2 separate regions of the Zea mays genome follow, and region 2 is linked to region 1. The links are chromatin contacts, called in public Hi-C maps. All regions are on one chromosome and are shown on one strand. Each heading gives the region's core, a stretch centred on a gene start, on an enhancer-like site or on the middle of the called end of the contact. The rest is flanking DNA. Distances are from core to core; before and after follow the strand shown.

Region 1 (5,574 bases), core at 1,782-4,281:
TCCACCAAACCTCCCCTAAGCGGACACCTGATGGTCACCCATGCCCACGACGGGATTAACAACCCAAACCTGAAGTACGCTCTAACGTAGTCTGAGTAGATCTCACCAATTCCACAGAGTGTCCGCGCCGCCCTCAAAGATCCTCATTGGTTTGGGGCCATGCCGTCCGAATTTGATGCGCTACGTGCCAAACTGCCAACCATACCTAGACTCTTGTTCCACACCCTCCAAGGGCTCACATTATCTCTAGAAAGTGGGTCTTCAAGCACAAAATGCATCCCGACGGATCCCTCACACAATACAAGGCTCGATGGGTTGTCTGCGGATACAATCAACGACCCGACATCAACTTTGGCGAGAAACCTTCTCAACGGTGGTCAAGCCGGCAACGATCCGCACGTGCTTACACTTGTTGCTACCCACAATTGGCAAGCACATCAGTTAGACGTCTCCAACGCTTTCCTCCATGGACACATGCACGAACGTGTCTACAGCCAACAAGCTTTGTTGATCCACAATGCCCCAATGATGTTTGCCTCCTCTCTAGATCTCTTTATGGTCTGAGTCAGGCTCCACGGGCCTGGTTTGACCGCTTTGTTAGTCACGCCACCTTTCCTCCAGTCGAAGGCCGACACCTCCCTCTTCGTGTACCACCATCATGACGAGACGGCATATCTCCGATTGTACGTCGACGACATGATCCTCTCCGCCTCGACGACACGTCTCCTTCAACACATCATCGCCAAGCTCCACTATGTCTTCGCTGTGAAAGACATGGGCCCAGTTCATCACTTCCTCGGCATTTCGGTTCAACGTCACCGGGACAGCTTCTTCCTCAACTAGACTCAGTACGCCACGGAGCTTCTGGGCCACGACGGGATGTCGAACTGTCGGCTCGTTCCTACTACGGCTGACACTCATCAGAAGGTCTATGCGACTGATGGCGCGCTCCTTGCTGACTCGATGTCCTACCGCAGCATCGCGGGTGCATTGCAGTATCAGACCATCACACGACCCTATATTGCGTACGCCGTGCAGCAGGTTTGCTTACACATGCATGTGCCACGGGATGTGCATTACACCATGCTCAAGCGCATCCTCCAATACATCAAGGGCACCATAAAGCTCAGCATCCAGCTGCGCACTGCCCCTTCGTCGTCCATCACTGCATATTCCGACGCCGACTGGGTCGGTCGCCCCGACACTCGGCGCTCTACCTCGGGATTTTGCGTCTTCCTCGGCAACTCCCTCGTTTCATGGTCATCCAAACGACAAACAATAGTATCACGGTCCAGCGCTGAAGCGGAATACCGTGCCATTGCTAACGCAGTGGTTGAATGTTCCTGGTTGCGGCACCTCCTCGGCAAACTCCACGTCAAACTCACCTTTGTCATGGTCGCCTTCTGCAATAACATATCCTCAGTCTACATGAGCAGGAATCTCGTTCATCATCATCGAACCAAACATATTGAGCTCGACATTCATTTCATTCGGGAGAAGGTCGGTGAACTCTACGTCACGCACATTCCGAGCGCCCGCCTCGCCGACATATTTACCAAGGGTCTGCCTTCGGCGTTGTTCCAAGATTTCCATGGCAGTCTCTCCATCCACGACGAAAAGGTCAACACTGCAGGGGGGGTGTCAGCAGACGTTCAGATAACATCAGAGCAGCCTCCGATTCTTGCGCATCTCAACTGTCGCATGCTGTAACAGACTCCGCCGAGAGCACATCGCCATGCATGCTCGCTCGGGTCTCCCGACGCCTTAGGTTCTCTCGCATGCAAGATTGTAATAAACATACGCACGCACGCCCGCCCGCCCGCGCGCGCGCACACACACACGTCTGTGTATGATGAATACAACGCTAGTTGATTAATCCCACTCTACATATGAGGTTTCAAAGGAAAAGAACAGAATAACAGCCTCGACAAACTCATATCTTGTTAAATCAAGATTAAAGTGGCTAAATGTTGGTTGGTTGGTATAAAATCAAATATGTGTCTACATTTTTCATTTCTCCTCAAATCACAATAATTGTGTATCACACTCACACCTAAATCAGAGTTAAAATGACTACCTTTGATGTTTACACAGGTAACTAGTGCTGTGGTGCATATAACAACAATGATCAAATTAAATAATTCATGGTCTAGTATAGTTGTCCAAGCATACCTTCCATGCCATAAACGGTATCAGAAGATGACGAGCAATGAGAAGAGCATGTAGACGAGCCAGCACGCATAAGCGATGAGGCCCCTGTGCTCGTCTCCGCTGGAAGCAAGCTCTCCTAGTAGCCTGGTGCAGACCCTGGTGGACCATATCACGAACGCCATCCCTACTCCAAATATGAACCCGCCACCGCGCGGCAGAAAGAGGGACACAGCAGAGAAGATGACCATGGGCAGCATGCAGTAGCCCACTAGGCTAACGCATCTGTAAAGATCGAGGTCCCCGCGGCGGCCGCCCGAGAGCATGGAAAAGACGAAGTAGAGGAAGAGGGACGCCACGGTGACCCAACCGAGCACGATCCCGAAGTGGAACTTCCCCGCGAGGAGCTGGAAGAGTCCAAAGGAGAGGAGGAAGAGGAACGGGCCCGATAGGTCGGCGTCGGCGTGGAGGGAGGGGTCGGTGGAGCGGAATGGGTGGAGGATGGAGATCGTCTTCCGCCAGATCTGGCGCGTGTTGATACCGAGCTCCTCGAGGAGCGGCGGCTCGTCCTCAAAGGATGCGCCGGAACCGCCGACACCGATAGGCCCCGCGAAGAGGGGCGGCGCAGAGGAGGAGGAGGCCGCGGCAGCTGAGACATCGAACGACATGAAAGGGAGCGGGTTGGCGGCGGATGAGGTGGAGGGACGTGGCGGCGCGAACGCGGGCGGAGGGGAGACCCCCATGCCCGGGGGAGGGTGGCGGCGGTGTGTTGGGGTGGACGGCGTGAAGACCACCGGTGGCACGGGGAACTCCTTCGCCATGGGCGGCGGCGGCGATGGTGGGAGTTCGAGATCTAGGTAGTGCGGGAATCGATGTCAGGAGGAGTATAGGACCGGAGCGTTCGCGACAGCGCTGTACTTCGGCTTCCGGCTATTGTTTTATTTTTTTTTTCTTTTTTTTCTTGTAATTCGTCGTTATTATTAGAGAATGACTGTAAGGTCCCCTTTGGCAGGGCTCTGGCTTCTCAAAAACGGCTTTGGCTCTGGCTCACGAGGTGAAGCCACTTCTTTAGATGAGCCAAAGCTATTCTGAAAAATCATTTGGCAAAACGGCTTATAGGTTGTTTTTCAGAAAGACCCTTGTATAGTTTATCTCTTCTGTACGTGGCTAGGGATTGAGGGCAGGACCAAAAAAAAATAATTTGGACTGGTGGGAGGGCTATTGTGCAAAAATGACGTGAGCTGAAGCCGGGTGAGCCACTTTTTTTGGCTCATGCCCTCTAGTTCATTTTGGAAAAGCACTTCACTGGTGAAGCCATTTAAAAAAGAGGTATTTGGCACAACTTTTACATGAGCCAGAGCCGAAGCTGAAAAATAAGCCCTACCAAAGGGGCCCTAAGGCTATTCTGAATTGCCATTTCATAACATTTTTTCCAGCATTGTTGTCACGTCATCAAAAGTATATAAAACTAAGGACGAAACAATGTCTTTGAATAAAAAAATTTATTTCACTGTTTCATAAACAAATCACTCAAAATATAGGTTTCACACGGTTTCCAAGACCTTAAAAATGAGTTGACATAATTTCATCCTCATAAAACTCATTTATCTTAAATATTATGTCATTGTCATCTAAAATATTGATGGCATACTATTAAATATGTATGAAACCATCATGAAACTACAATTAAGGATAGCCTAAAGTCACTACAACTGTTAGCCATTGGATCAATTTTCTAAACATTAGAGACAGTAGAAATTATATGATACAACATACAATCATAAACCCCTAGATCATAAATGTAGTTAGAAAACTATATATATATATATAAAGTCATGAACAGACAAGCTATTCGCGAAAAGCTCTTCTCTTAATTTTTTTTTCACTTATCCCCTAAGGATCCCTCAAGAGATTATACATGCCCTAAAGCTTAATCCCTAAAACAGTTCTAGCGATATCATATTTTATAAAAAAATGTCAAAAAATATAATACATACTAAAGTGACTCAAATATACTATACCTCAAGTAATACTATATTCTTATTTTCTATATCATCATAAACCTTTTCTTTTCTAATAATGTAATTTATTTCCTAAAATATATAGTTTAGGGCTTAAAGCTTAGTTTGTTTTAGCACCCTAAACCGTTTAAATGATGTAATATTTTAATTTTTAAGGCACTATTTTGAAGCACCATGTTAGAGATGCTCTTAAACAAAAGGGTTGAAATGTGTTATAGACCTTACTAGGTGCTTTTGTGGAAAGGACCTAGGGTGAACATTTCTATTAAAAAATAAGTCAACTTTTAGCTACTTAGATAAACTCCAACAACAACCGCAAATGGTTCTCTACGCTATATATAGAAAAGATTATTTCCATTATACCTTCTAGTAGCATCCTCTAAATATAGATGGTATTCCTCCGACCTCTATGTAGAGAGGTTCTCTCTTTTATCCATTTTAATAATTTAATCAATAGATTAATCAAAACTGAAATATGTATAGAATATTTGAGAGTACGACAAATAATATATACAAAAATTTAGAAAAACAATATGCCTCTAAGACATGTATTTATGTATAGAGGACTTGATATAGAAGATGTTGTGAGAGAGTAATGAGATGTAGAGGAAATAATCTTTTAGAAAACACCGTAAATGAAGATATAGATGATATTGCTGGAGACTGACTTAAGGGCTATTTAGATGCCCTAACTACCGACCAATGGTTATTGCGAGTAATTAAGTAAAAATAAAAAGGACATGAAAATAGTTTGTGTACATATCTCTTCTATTAAAAGCTCACCTCCGCTCCCACCAGAGGCACCCGCAGCACCACTGCCCCATTCGTGGCTCGATGTTTGCACCCTCATTTTGATATTCTTGCAAAAATCTCCTACGCCACTTCTCGGAATCCCTCATCGCTCCTTTCCTTTCTCGGTCGTCACCCCATCGAGCCCTCGTCCTCTTCACGTCGTCTCACACCCCATCCTCTCTCCCTGCATCGTAGCCGCTAGCACCGCTCCCCATCATGTCCTCTTCCTTCCCGCACCAACGATGCTAGCACTGTCGCTAGGTCAATTAACATTGTCCCAAACTCGCCCATCTCTTACTCTTAGTCCATAGGGATGGCAATTGTCATAATTTACCCATGTGCTTGCGGGTAAAAATTCCATAGGGTACAATTTTGAGTGTGAGTTTGTACCCGTGGGCACAGGGTGCGGGGTTGATTCTCAACACAAAGAGTTTTTTCTCATGAGTATAAAAAAGTCATGTTTGTGATCGTGTACCTGCATTGGATACCTATTAAGCTAATGTAGACCACAACATGCCCTCACCCTCGCCCTCGTGCGTGATGCCTTCCGCGGCCCCACACAGACGCATAGGTCTACCATGCCACCCGCGTCGTTTCCGTCTCATCCACCTCT
Region 2 (5,574 bases), core at 1,830-4,329, 290 kb after region 1:
CCAGTTCATGTTCAACGAATGTATAGGCAATCTATCATATCAGTTCCAAAAGGTGAACCAATGCTTTGATTTTATAATCAAATTTCAAAATGTGGATTACTTTCCAGAAACTTATTTTTAAAATCCTGACTTGTAAATCCATTTTTTATGACACTAGGCGCTTTGTGTGTAGGATCCAAAAATTTAAGGTTAGAGAGGCATTGAAAAGGACGAAAACAAGTAAGACGATAGGGCTTGATGGTACCCAATCAAGGCATAGAGATGCCTCGGGGATATAGCTATTGTATGTCTAACCAAGTTGTTCAATTATATCTTCTGGTCGAACAAGATGCTTGACAAGTGGAGAAGTATATTGGTACCGATCTACATGAATAAGGGAGATGTTGAAAGTTGTACCAATTAGCAGGGAATTGAGTTGATGAGTTGCACTATGAAGTTGAGAGAGAGAATAGAGAGAGAGGGGGGAGATATCGAGCATCGTCTGACAGGAATAACGAGGATCTCTATGGACCAAGTTGCTTTCATGCCCAGAAGGTCAACCATGGAAGCCATTTTCTTAATAAAGACAAGTGATGGAGCAGTATAGGGAGCAAAAGGACTTACACATAGTTTTCGTCGAGAAGGTTTATGACAAAATATCAAGAAATTTTACGTAGTGGGTTTTGAACAAACATGAAGTTCTGATGAAGTACATTGGACTCATTAAGGACATGTACAACAATGTTGTATCTAGTGTTTGAACTAACAATAGGGACACGAGTAACTTCCCAATTAGAATAGGAGTATAGGACTACATCAAAGATCAACTTTGAGCCCTTACCTTTTTGCCTTGGTGATGGATAAGGTCACATGGGACATACAAGGGGATATCCCTTGGTGTGTGCTTTTTGTGGACGATGTAGTGCTAGTTGATGAAAGCCGAGCAGAAGTAAATAGAAAACTAGGACAAGAGCTCTAGAGTCCAAAGGTTTCAGATTAAGTAGAACTAAAAACGAATACTTAAGATGTAACTTCAGTACTGCTACACAATGAGGAAGAAGATGTTAGTTTAGAAGGTCAAATAGTATCAAGGAAGGATACCTTCCGGTATTTAGGATCAATGCTATAGAGAGATGGGGATATTAATGAAGATGTTAGCTATATAATGGAAGCAAACTGAAGGAAGTGACGCCAAACATCTGCGTTCTATGTGACAATAGGATATCACAGAAGCTAAAAAGGAAAGTTTTATAGGATGATGATTAAACCTACTATATTGTATTTGTATGGTGTAGAATGTTGGCCTACAAAAAGACGACATGTTCGATAGATTTTTTCATTTTTGAATGTTGGCCTACTATATTGTATTTGTATGGTGAAAATGTGTATGCTACGTTAGATTTTTCATTTTTGACCATACAATAAGGGATCGGGTCCGAAATAATGACATACGTGATACGCTAGAGGTAGCACCAATTGAAGAAAAATTTGCCCAATACCTATTAAGATGGTTTGGACATATATCCAACAGAGACATCAAGAGTCAAGAGGCAGTTGTGCATAGTGGAATCCTACATTTATGGAAAGAGAGGTAGAGGAATGTCGGAGATAATATAGGAAGAGGCTGTAAAATGGGGCACGACTACTGTACAATCAAACCTTATGTGCAAGCGAGCATCCTGGTCTGTTAGATCGTTATCCAACCGTAGATATAATTGTGGTTCTTTAGGGGATTTTTTACACGAAATGATGGAATACACCCAAAGGATTAGCTTTAAATAGAAACAAATGAAAAACAGATATTCACGTGCCTAAACCTTTGGTTGGGTTTTAACTCTAGCCTATCTCAACTTGTTTGGAACTAAAATATTTTGTTGCTATTGTTGTTGTTAACTTGCAAATCCACAGTTTCCAGACATGGTTTCGGCAGGGGGGGAAAACGAGCTACCCCTGTAAAAGCTCGGTCTAGCTGGATCCGGTGGTTTTGGTTAACTGGATTAGTCTCTAGCTGATCACATAGATAGTGAGTAGCTGTTATGCCAGTTGATCACTTGGCCCCATGCCATCAGATGATAGCCGACGCCTGAGGTAACATCTACAGGCACCCTGACACACAGTGAATGGTTTCCATCTGATAATCCCAAAAATCTGTTCCCAACGAAGGGATCACCATCCAATGAACTGAGGCTGCCGTTTGTGTCCAATTATAGTCAGATGACAGATCCACCTGTTCTCGTCAGCTCCATCCCACTACTGCAATCCGAGGCAGCCAAACCCGGATTCCACTCAGATCCAATCCCGACTCCAACAGATCTACTGAGAAAACAGAAGACAGAGACGGAGCAGGCAGCAACTTACGCCGCTGGCGATGATGACTCCAGTAACGACGGGCACGAGGGTGAGGTAGGTGATCCACGACTCGCGCTTGACGGTCATGATGTACGCGAAGACGGCGGTAAAGAAGGGCGTGGTGGCGCCGACGGCCTGGTTGAAGGAGACGGGGAGGTAGCGCAGCGAGACGTTCCCGGAGACGACGGAGCCGCAGAAGACGAGGCTGAGCGCGGCGATCTTGGCGAGCTGGACGCGGGAGCGCACGAGCTGCATGGGCACGACGCGCAGCCAGGCGATGGCGGCGTAGGAGAGCAGGGCGCAGGCGGACATGTGGCACATGGTGAGGAAGATGGGGTACTTGAAGCCGTAGTTGCTGAGGAGGTACTTGTTGAGCAGGAGCACGCCGATGTTGGAGGAGTACCAGGCCGTGACTAGCCCCACCGTGAAGAGGCGGCCGTTCCCCGCCGCGGGCCCCGTGCCGCCGGGGGACGGCGTGGCGCCGCCCTTGGCAGCCATGGCTCCTCGGTCGTCGTCGCCAACGCCGGCGGCCGCGCACGAACGAGCTCGCGCGCGGGCGCGCGGGGAGATCTGAGTGGTGAGGGGGGAGGAGGTGGGAATGGCGTGCGGGGCGGTGGGCTGGGTCGCGGTTGAATTGGTGGTGGGTTTGGGCTTGGCTCGTTGGCACGGGAGCGAGGCGTCTGCGTGAGCCTCTGCGTTTATGGGAGCGGGGACGAGACGAGGCGTGTCCGGCTGTCGGTGGTGAGAACGGAGGGGAGATGGATATCTTTTTTGCCTTGTGTTTCCGGTGTGCTTTTTCGTTAATCCAGAGCTCCAGGTCAGAGGTTGGTTACTTTGGGTTTTATGTTTGTTTTAAATCATTTCATATTAGCCGGGGCTCGGGCGTTTAGCTGTTTCTTCTTTTTTTTGTTTCGAATTTCACATTTGCAAATGTAACCGTACCCTTGCCCTTATAGATAGATGAGCAAGGATTTTATTTCCAAACTATGCATGAAATTTGTCAACCAAATAGATGGAGACTATAAGACGCTCTACTACTAGTTTGGAGCTACATAGTAGTGAGACTGGAAATCAATTCAAACATATCATGAACCATCCTCCCTTTCTTCTGTGTAAAGCCCACCTCAAATTCGTGTGTTGAAGCTTTGCTGTGGGGAAAAAAATAGTTACTTAGGGCTAGTTTGGGAACACCGTTTTCCCAAGAGATTTCCATTTTCCCAAGGGAAATTAGTTCATTTTCCCTTGGGAAAATTGGAATCCCTTGGGAAAACGGTGTTCCCAAACTAGCTCTTACTAAGATAAGTACGAGCATACAAAATTTTAAAACCAGTAGCCTCCTACTCGTAGCGATCATTAATCCTAACGAGCTGCAAAGACTACAAGATCTACGGGTGCGTTTGGTCAGAAGTCAGAAGTTTGGCGAGGAGGCGTGCAACGACATGGAAATTCGTTCGGCGGCCGAGCATGACAGCACCGGCTCACCGCTCACGGACCTAACCCAGCTCCGCACCCCCGCTGATCGGGTCTTTCTACAGCTAAAAAAAAATAGCTACAATAGCGGAGCTGCGAGGTGCGTCGGCTGCTGCGACGGCTACGATTTGCTCAAGACCAACAACTTGCCTAGTTCGTGCCCTGCCGAGTGCCGACCCGGTCCGGTGGTTCGGTGACACGGATACGGTCGCCTGATCCCGCACGAGCAGAGCAACGCGCCAAAGCAGCTCGAGTGCTTGACAAAACTCTACGCCGAATACGACCCGACCCCACGGCGACGTGAGCCCGTGGCGCGTCGCTCGGGTTCCGCGTGCTTGCCATCTGGAGGAAGCCAGGAAGGTGTCTCGCTGCCACCAACCCATCTCATTCCTGTCATTCGAGTTAACACTCAACAGTGACTTGCTGACGTGTCCGCGGCCGTTCTGCTTACTACTATACTGACCTTGACCTGTGGAGTGTGGACTGTGGTGGTAGGCTGGCTCATTCGTTGTTGCAACTGTGCACGAGAAGGTGAAATAGGAAGAAATTATGGGTAAAGGCCAGTTAGATTTCAGCATCGTAAAAAGCGATAAAGCTCAAGTGAGAAGTGGCCCGGGTGACTGTGCTGAGCGGAGACGGCATATTCCGGGTGCTCCCAAGTCCCAATTCCGGAGGAACGCTTCATCCTACTCATCGCCTTTATGTGTGGATGGGGTCAGCTCCAGGCTCGGATCCACATCCACCTCATAAAATACATGCTTTCATCGTACGATAACCAGCAGGGAAAGAGAGGACGAACTGTACGCAAACGGGAAGCCGTCAATGCAAGGGAGACCATTTCTTCAAAGATCTAAAGAAACCTAAACACGTCATCAGGCCATGTGTACCAGCCCCCTTTGACTCAGCTTCTTCCAAACTCCAAACTTCGGGTCTCTGATCTGATGCCTCGTGATGGAACGACACTACAATACAGTAATTGGCAAACCGGTAGGTCCTGACATATTCTTTGACCTCGTGTAAAAGTAACGAAGGATTCCACGGCAGAATCAACCGGGGCCTGAAGCACATGGTAGATCGTGGGCAGGAGCATAACAATATACTAAGCGAGGAGCCGAGGACATGTGGTACGGTCGAATGTTTCTTCCAGAGAAAAAAAAAGGCTCCGGAGGAATATTCTCTGCGCCAACACTTGGTAATATACTACTAGTTACAGTACAGAAGTAGCAGCTGCTAAGCTGTAGTCAGGTACTCGGCAACTTGAACAGCCCAATTTGACCTGGCACAGATCAAGGCAAACAAGGGGCACCAAATTCCGTTTCATCAATAGAAAAGTACAAGGAGCAACAAATTATTTTCTCCTACAGAAGTAAAGTTTGGCAGAGGTTTGGCCACCACCAGATGAATAGAGCCCATCATGACAGCAAATAAGATTTTTGTGGAACGTCCATATGGACATGGAAACGTCAGTTCTTATTATACTGTCCTAAAAAAAAGACAAGTGTTCTTAGACATTGTCTCATTATTCCACTGACTATTTTAGCAACCTACATGCTACCATGACAAAGATGCTCCAACATGAAAACCTATAAACTTATAAATTGAAGTATTTTCAAGCTCCCGCATAATAAGACATTGAAGAAGATTGCTATTTCAGCTATCCTCGTTGCATCAGAAGTCAAAAGAACCTCACCAGCCAAACAACAAATTCCCTTTCAAGCTCACAACCAATGTAAGCCTCACATCCACCCTTCTATACTGCTCTAATATAGATCCTTT

What was found. Hi-C and Micro-C count contacts between places; a contact is called where the count stands out from the background.
Region 2: a Hi-C map of endosperm shows a contact between it and region 1, with 1.8 times the contacts expected there. The contact joins the promoter of LOC100284768 here to the promoter of LOC100282263 in region 1. A contact is called at or near these places in 2 of 25 Hi-C or Micro-C datasets (ear and endosperm).

The regions. Positions count from the first base shown.
Region 1 is chr9:144,108,263-144,113,836 of Zm-B73-REFERENCE-NAM-5.0, forward strand. It overlaps LOC100282263 (protein YIP1), which reads right to left and starts at 3,032. Exons shown (of 2, transcript NM_001155175.2): 1 at 2,173-3,032. The coding sequence starts at 2,969. The coding sequence ends at 2,193.
Region 2 is chr9:144,400,007-144,405,580 of Zm-B73-REFERENCE-NAM-5.0, forward strand. It overlaps LOC100284768 (organic anion transporter), which reads right to left and starts at 3,080. Exons shown (of 4, transcript NM_001157663.2): 1 at 2,338-3,080. The coding sequence starts at 2,826. It overlaps LOC100273905, which reads right to left. Exons shown (of 12, transcript NM_001148297.1): 12 at 5,234-5,574.